Linked DNA regions of Ovis aries: region 2 is linked to region 1. Evidence: chromatin contacts called from public Hi-C data. All regions are on one chromosome and are shown on one strand. Each heading gives the region's core, a stretch centred on a gene start, on an enhancer-like site or on the middle of the called end of the contact. The rest is flanking DNA. Distances are from core to core; before and after follow the strand shown.

What was found. Hi-C and Micro-C count contacts between places; a contact is called where the count stands out from the background.
Region 2: a Hi-C map of muscle shows a contact between it and region 1, with 5 times the contacts expected there. The contact joins the enhancer-like site here to the promoter of MYOD1 in region 1. A contact is called at or near these places in 3 of 16 Hi-C or Micro-C datasets (hypothalamus, muscle and tail adipose tissue).

Annotation. Positions count from the first base shown.
Region 1 is chr15:34,554,227-34,558,169 of ARS-UI_Ramb_v3.0, forward strand. MYOD1 (myogenic differentiation 1) reads right to left here and starts at 2,013. Exons shown (of 3, transcript NM_001009390.1): 1 at 1,042-2,013; 2 at 449-527; 3 at 1-188. The coding sequence starts at 1,671.
Region 2 is chr15:34,659,236-34,663,178 of ARS-UI_Ramb_v3.0, forward strand. It overlaps OTOG (otogelin), which reads right to left. Exons shown (of 56, transcript XM_027979353.3): 33 at 2,714-2,992; 34 at 499-616. Among named protein-coding and RNA genes, the nearest start is that of OTOG, 50 kb to the right of the region's middle. Within about 2 kb of position 1,981, at least 1 of the 54 cell types and tissues checked has an H3K27ac peak or open chromatin away from gene starts, as enhancers often do. A contact at or near this core is called in muscle, where this site is marked.

The DNA of each region.
Region 1 (3,943 bases), core at 763-3,262:
GGAAGGGGCGGGGGTGCCGCACTCCACCTCGCTCCCGGCGGCCGCCTCCTGCGGGCCGGGAGACGACTCCGGCGGCGCGTCGGCCAGTAGAAGCGCGGGCGCTGCGGGGCTCTCGGTGGAGATGCGCTCCACGATGCTGGACAGGCAGTCGAGGCTCGACACCGCAGCGCTCTTCCCGGGCCGGGGTTCTGCGCGGGGAGGGGTAGGTTAGTATGCGGGGGTGCATAAGTCTCCCACCTCCGAGTTCAGTGCTTTGAGGCAGACGGGGAAACTGAGGGCCAGCCAGAATTCGTGAGGATCCCACGAAACTTCAGGATGAAAAAGGAGGGAACTACATGCTTAGTATTTCATTCCCGGTACCATCTCCCAGGATGGGGGCAAGGAGGTCTTAGATAAAGAGAAGCCAGAGTAGCTCAAAAGGGATGGGGAAGGAGGCGCGATTACGCACCATTGGGCGCCTCGCTGTAGTAAGCGCGGTCGTAGCAGTTCCGTCGCCGGGCACCACTCGGGGGGCCGCTGTAGTCCATCTGCAAATGGAAAGGAAGACCGAGTCAGGCCTGGGAACTGCGCAGGGCAGGAGCTCCATTCCCTGCAGCCGCCCCCTCCCCGACTCCCCAACTCCCCAAATCTCAGCAACGAGAGTTCCGGGCCCGGATCTGACTGGGTTCGGGAGCAAGGGTGGGCAGGAGCTGTCTGCAGCATGCCGGGCCAAACAGAGGGCAGACAGTCACCCAGGAGCACAAATCTGCATTTCGGCAACAGGGATTAGAGGAGAAAAAGCAGATTTTCGTGTCGGCGCAGCAGTGTTCTAACAGTGCCCCCAATCGGGTGGATCGTATTCTTCCTGTGCGTCCCCAAAGCCCTAGGCCATCCCAGTGACAGCTGCTTGGGGTGGCAGTGGACTCCACCAGGGGTCCACTCCCTGGAAGGTTCCCCGCCCAACCCTCCCTACCAGATGGCCAGCTCCTTGCCCTCTCGTAAACACATTCCTGATATACCAAGAGCTGCCCGCACTTCTCTAGCCCAGGGTCCTGGCCTTACCATGCCGTCGGAACAGTTGGAGCGCGGACTGGAAGCGTCCGAGTCGCCGCTGTAGTGTTCGCCGCTGCGGCCGGGGGGCAACGGGCCAGGCGCGTAAAAGGCAGCGGCAGCGCCGGGAGGCGCGGCGTCCTGGTCGCGAAGCAGCGCCTGCAGGCCTTCGATATAGCGGATTGCGTTGCGCAGGATCTCCACCTTGGGCAGCCGCTGGTTTGGGTTGCTAGACGTGCAGCGTTTGAGCGTCTCGAAGGCCTCGTTGACTTTGCTCAAGCGGCGCCGCTCGCGCATGGTAGCAGCCTTGCGGCGGTCGGCGTTAGTCGTCTTGCGTTTGCACGCCTTGCAGGCCCACAGTAAACAGCGGCCCGCCTGGTGGTGCCCGCTGGGCGCGCGCACATGTTCGTCCTCGCGCGCGCCCGGGGCCGGGTGCGCCGCTGCAGGGAAGTGCGAGTGTTCCTCCGGCTTCAGGAGCGCGCCCACGTGCACGAGGCGCGGATCCAGGTCCTCGAAGAAGCGCAGATCCGGGGAGTCGAAACACGGGTCATCATAGAAGTCATCCGCTGTTGCAAAGTTGCAGAGAGAGCCGTCGGGGCCCGTCAAGTCTACGTCGCGGAGCGGCGGCGACAGCAGCTCCATATCCCGGCGTGGGGCGGCGCGGTCCTGGCTTTGCCCAGCCTCAGCGGCAGCGGCAGGGGTTGCCAGAAACTTACTGCGGTTCTGGAGCCCCGGCAATGAGAGAGCAAAGCACTGAGGGTCTGAATGTATAACCAGCTGTTCCTCACCCTCCCCGGTCCTGTCCCGCCTGAGGGACGGACGGCGAGGAGAGCCGCGGCAGCGCCCTGAGGCCTCCCCACCCCTACCTTCACACCAGGCTCCCAGGGCTATTTATCCCGTAGTAGCCTAAGGGCCCCCGAGCCCCAGCTAGCGGCTAGGGGCGGGGGCGCCCGAGGCCAATAGGAACAGAGCAGGGAGGAGCTTGGGATCCCCAGGGTGGCAGCTGGGGCCAGAGACTGGCCAGCCCCCTACCCCTTGACACCCGCGCGCGAGCGCTCGGGCCCCTCCCCAGGCGGGGAGGAAGGCAGAGGCTGGCAGCCCAACGCAACTGCACTTGGCTCCCGGGCACACTCTTTCCAAATTTCTCCAGCCCTGGACTCCTCGTGTTTCCGCGGGAAACGCTGGCAACGCGCGCTTACCTTTGGGCTGACTTTGGGGTCCCCTTGGTCCACTGATTTGTGGGGACCCAGGAGCAGGATAGGGGTAGAAATCAGATCGGGAGAGATTTGGAAAGAGACACACTGCGATAAGGCAGAGGTACACTCAAAGCTAAGTTAGTGAGACGGTGAGGGGGTAAACCCAAGAGGCATTGAGAGACATTAAGAGAGCAGAAAGCTAGAGTCAGAGGCAGGAAGATGAGCAACGAGAAATGAGACTCAGTCCAAGTGGGGGAACCTGAGACTGAACGTTGCCGTCGTACCACTTGGCCAGCTCCTGCCAAGGGAATCACTCAGAGGGTCGCGGGCCCATTTTCTCTGCTCGCTTGGAAACCCAGCCGCATCTACACAGGAGTCGATGATCGCTGCCAAAGCTTCGTGCCAATCTCTCCAAACTCAGGGCCTGTCCCAGTCTGAAGGGAAGGAGACAAACTTCTGCCCAATTCAACCTGCGCGTTTCCGCAGGGAGATGTCCAGTGCGGGTCTCAGCCGCGATGTCTCTTCTGCTGGGGAAAAAAGGGAAAGTTCATTGCACAAAGGCTTAGAACGCCGAGACCACCTGAGAACCTGACTTCAGGGTGGAGTCTTTGAGAGCGGAGTTTGCAGACCAATGAGCAGAACCCCACAGTTCCCTGTGTGATTTTGTGGAAGTCACATCTCCTTCTGAACCTCAGTTTCCCCACTTTGTAAATCTGAGGATATTAATAGCGATCTCTCAGAGTGATTGCAGGGTTGAGGGGGGGGGGGGCGGTGAGAATCTAAAGAGAGCGAAGATGTGGAAGCCCTCAGTCCGAGGTGCAAGGATATACTAACAAGAGGGCTTGCTTCTGTCGTTGACACCAGCTGGACAGCTGGAAGTTGTGCTTCTTATAGCCCTCTCCGCTGTCAGCTGGGGCACTGAGCTCCTATGGAGGCCAAGGTAGTCTTAGGGCTAGGCTCCTGTGAAGGTCTCAGGGCATTTCTCCCCAGCCAGGACCACGGACTGCTACTGCTGCTGCTAAGTTGCTTCAGTCGTGTCTGACTCTGTGCGACCCCAGAGACGACAGCCCACCAGGCTCCCCCGTCCCTGGGATTCTCCAGGCAAGAACACTGGAGTGGGTTGCCATTTCCTTCTCCAATGTATGAAAGTGAAAAGTGAAAGTGAAGTCGCTCAGTCGTGCCAACTCTTAGCGACCCCATGGATTGCAGCCCACCAGGCTCCTCTGTCCATGGGATTTTCCAGGCAAGAGTATTGGAGTGGGGTGCCATTGCCTTCTTGGCAGGACCACGGGAGAGACTAGTAATAGAAGGAAGAGGCAGCCTGGAACTCTGGAACTCTGGCTCTCTCACAAGCTCTGGGGTGGGCTCCCTCTCCAGTCCTGTAGGGTGGCTCAGCCTCTTCCTGGAACTTCAGTCCACACCTTCCTCTCCACACCTGGGCTAGAGATCTCTTGGACCAGACACCTCTACTGGGTCTCTCCCCCTGGAGCCCAAAGATATAAGCAAGAGTGATCCTTGTTCCTTTCCCACTAACTTCTGGAAGCTGTCCACTGTCCCTCTGTGCTCTGAGAATTTAGTCCTTCTCTTCTCTTCTCGAGCCCTATCTTCTTTACTTCTCTGCCACTTCTACACCTCTGGCACTAGTAGTGCCGAAGGTCCCCCTTTAGGAAGTGCTCACCTCCTCTCACTCCATAGCACCATCTTCATTTATTCATTCA
Region 2 (3,943 bases), core at 731-3,230, 100 kb after region 1:
CACACTCACACATGGCACATGTGTCTCCATTTAGGCACATTTTCATGTTTCTTCTCCACACCTGCAGGACTCAAAAACATTCACACAGACACTTATATGTCCACAGTCTGCCAAAACATCAGTGTACACACTCTCATGCACACACACCCAGCTACACCAACACCCATGTACTTGCAGCTCATATACAAGTACATACACACAGCTGTGTACACCTGTGCACCCACAGCCACCCTTTACACCCACATGAACACACACAGGGCTCAGCTATATGCACACATGCACAAATCCATATTCACATATGCCCATATCAGTCAGGTTCACCCTGGGTCACACGCATCCCTGTACCCAGTAAACAAAACATATATATATAAGTACATCTGTAAACACACACACGTCAGTACAAGCTCGTGCCTAAACTCACGGACGGCATACAAACCCACTCACACAGATGAATGCTCAAACACTGATGTACGCACCTTGAATCCCACGACCCCTCACCTGGGCACATCCCGGCAGCCGGCTGCCCGTGGGTCCCGGCAGGTTTGGAAGCAGGGGCTGGCACAGGCATCATAGTGCCACTCACAAGTGGGGTAGGCAGCCCCCGAGGGCTTGGCATCTGGAAAGGCACCCAAACCCAGGGCCCCGAGACTGAGCGACATCAGGCACCAACTCCTGACCAGGTACCCGAGCACAGAGGCCATCCCAGCTCAGCCCATGCCCACCCTGCCCCAGAGAAGAGATGAATGGACTCATGGAAAAAAACTGAAGACTGAAAAGAAATTTTAAAATAAAATGAAAAGCCAACCTAAGGAGACACTGTATTCTTGAGAGTTGAGGTCAGTGTCTGGGGGATCCTTGGGTTGGGACCCTGGGACCTTGGTTTTGTGGGGGCTGAAGTCTCAGCAGGGTGAGACTATGGAGCAGGCAGTTGGGGCTGGACTTTGAGAAGTGGCCAAAGAGGCTGGGACCCCTGACCTTTCCGTGAGGCTGCCCTGTCACCCTGCTCCTCTGAGACCCTGCTGGCCAGAATTGCCCCCTCTGACCTTGGTGGCTAATGATAACAACAGCCAACTCTTAACAGCAAGCACTACCCTCAACATTTCACAGGTATTTACTCACTCATCCTCACAGGTAGCACTATTTTAAAGATGAGGAAACAGCACAGAAGATGCTGGGAATATTAAACTTTCCCAGAAGTGATTTCCTCCAAAAAGGCCTTGTAGCCAGTGCCTTGACAAATGAAGGATCTTCAGGGAAAGTCTGGAGACCATGGGGGGTTTCGAGGTAGTATATTAGTCACTCAGTTGTGTCCAACTCTTTGAGACTCCATGGACTGTAGCCCAACAGACTCCTCTGTCCATGGGATTCTTCAAGCAAGAATACTGGAGTGGGTTGCCATTCCCTTCTCCAGGGGATCTTCCTGACCCAGGGATCGAACCCAGGTCTCCTGCACTGCAGGCAGATTCTTCACTGTCTGAGCCACAAGACCCCAGACCACACTGGCACAAGTGACCAGTCTCTGAAACCGTGGCCTGAGCTGGGACGTGTGGGCAAGCTCCCCAGGCTGCAGGGAACAGCCCCATCCTGACTCCCCAGTCCCCAACACTGCTGCTGACTGTAAAGAAGCCTGCTTTTCTAAGATCCCTGAGACCAGAACTAGGAATTTACATCTGAGGAGCACCTTCTGTGAGCCAGGCCCAGAGCAAAGCCCAGGAGACAGTCAATCCTCACAACAGCCTTCTGAGGCAAATGTCCCCACTGTACAGGTGAAGAAACAGGGAGAGGGGTTCCGGGGCTCTTCCAAGTGCCAAGGACCGGGGTCAGGATTCAAACCCAAGGCTGTCTGGTGTCATAGCCTGGGCTTTTTTCACTCTGCCCTGGTGACTTCCAGCAAGGGACACAGTCCAGGCATCATAGCCAGTGATGAATCCATGCTGGGTGGGGTCCCTAGTGGACTTGACAGGTGACCGCTGAGTACAAGAATGAGCTGGCCCTGCCCTGGGCTGGGAGGGGCAGGGGATGGTAAAGGAAAGGCTGACTGGGGACACTTTTACATGCGTGTGCATGGAAACGCATCAATTCATACAGCACTGGCGCCCACACAAGCACAAACATGCATGTCCACATACAAGACAGGCCAGCCTGGAGTGGTAAGGACACTATAATCACTGTCGCCATGGTGTAGGCAGAGAACAACTACCCTGGGGGCAGACCCACCTGGCAGGGGTATGGCAAAGCCTTGGAAGCCATTGGTCTCGGCTAGAAAGGGCACGAAGCTGCCCCATTACCATCCAGGGTCCGGGGCCTCTCAGCGGGATGAGGGGTCTGCGGGCTCCTTGTCTGTGCCCCAGTGGGCAGTCTTTGAGCTCACAGGGCAGGCATGTGCCCCCATCAGCAGGAAACCTGAGCCAGCAGGCTACGCAAGCTGTGGCCAGGATGATCACTTTCCTCCTCGCTTCCACAAAGGCCGCCCTATTTTTAGACCATGTAAATGGCCTGTGGGAGTAGGCAGACCCAGGAGGCTGGCTGGGCACCAAGCTGCACTGCCCAAGGCTCCCTGGGCCACCAACACAGAGGCCAGGCCCCCTCCCATCTCAGAGGTGGCACCCTGTGGCCTCCCTGCAACAGGAGAGTGAGGGTCTTGTCTCTCAGGGGCAATGGGAAGGGTGAGGTGGGGAGAGGGCAGGGAGGGTGAGGCAGGGTAGACACCTACCCAGAAGGCGGAATAGCATGCCCCGGCGGAAGGCCTCCGTGTGCTCGTACGGCCGCAGGGCCAGCACTGGGCCCGACACGCAAAGGAAGGCCCCGGGCTCTGCCAGGGACTCCAGGGCCACCAGGCCTGCCTGCCACGTCCCCTGGTGCAGCGAGAAGGAGGCATGGTGGCGGAAGGCATCGCCGGCCTGCCACTTAGCCAGTTCCAGAGATCCATTGGCTGTGACGTGGAGGAAGAAGTTAGGTCTGTCTGCTGCCTCCAGGGACACCACATCTGGGTCTGCAAAGAGCCACGGGGTGGGGGTTAAAGTTGGCCGAGAGGGATCCAGATGGGCGGGGGTGGGGCAGACACCCAGGCACCGTCTGCAGTCTCAGCGACCCAGGACTGGGCCCTGCTCCTCCAAGCCTGAGCCACCTCCCCTCGGCCCACCCGTGGCCACCCCTCCGCACACACCACCTCTGCCTGGGGGCTGGCAATGGGGGGAGTTACAGTCCCAACTGCAGAGCCTTGTGCAAGTAACCGAACCACCCCCTCCCTCCCTTTCTTCCCTTCCCCCTTTCCCTTCTTCCGCCCTCTTTCCCTCCCCCACTTTCCCCTTCCCCCTTCCCTCCTGCAAGCATCTCTGAGGCCCCTCCGTGTGCCAGGTGCTATTCTAGATGCTGAGAAAACGACGGGGAGCAGGACAGAAAGAAATGGCCGTCCCGGCGGAGTTCTGTTCCCTGGGGCGTACTGGACAAGCTGGGCTTTGCTGATTTGTCAGGCTTCAGTCTCCGTGATCCTGCCCCTCACAGAAACCCAGAGGGCCAGAGCTGGGGGACCTGGGGACTTGACTCCAACTCATGGAGGGGAAACTGCTCCAGACCTGGGCCCCTCTGTCCTCCCTCCTGTCTCCACAAAGGCCTATTTCTAGTGAGTGCATTGTTGCTGGGTGGATCCTCCCCCCACCCACAAACATGTGCGTGCGCGCACACACACACACACACACACACACACACACACACACACACACACACAGGGCCCTGCAGGGTCAGGACCCAAATCCACAAGCAGGTGTCCGGAGTCCCTGCCCGCCACGGCTGGCATGTTGTGGGCAAGTGAATTAACGCCTCCAGGTTGTGAAGGATGAACAATGTGGGAAAGCCCAGCACCCGACCTTGTGCGTCTCCCCCATCACCACCTCTCCCCTCGTGGCCCCAGGAGTTCCTGTTAGACCTCCCTGGGCAGCTGTGA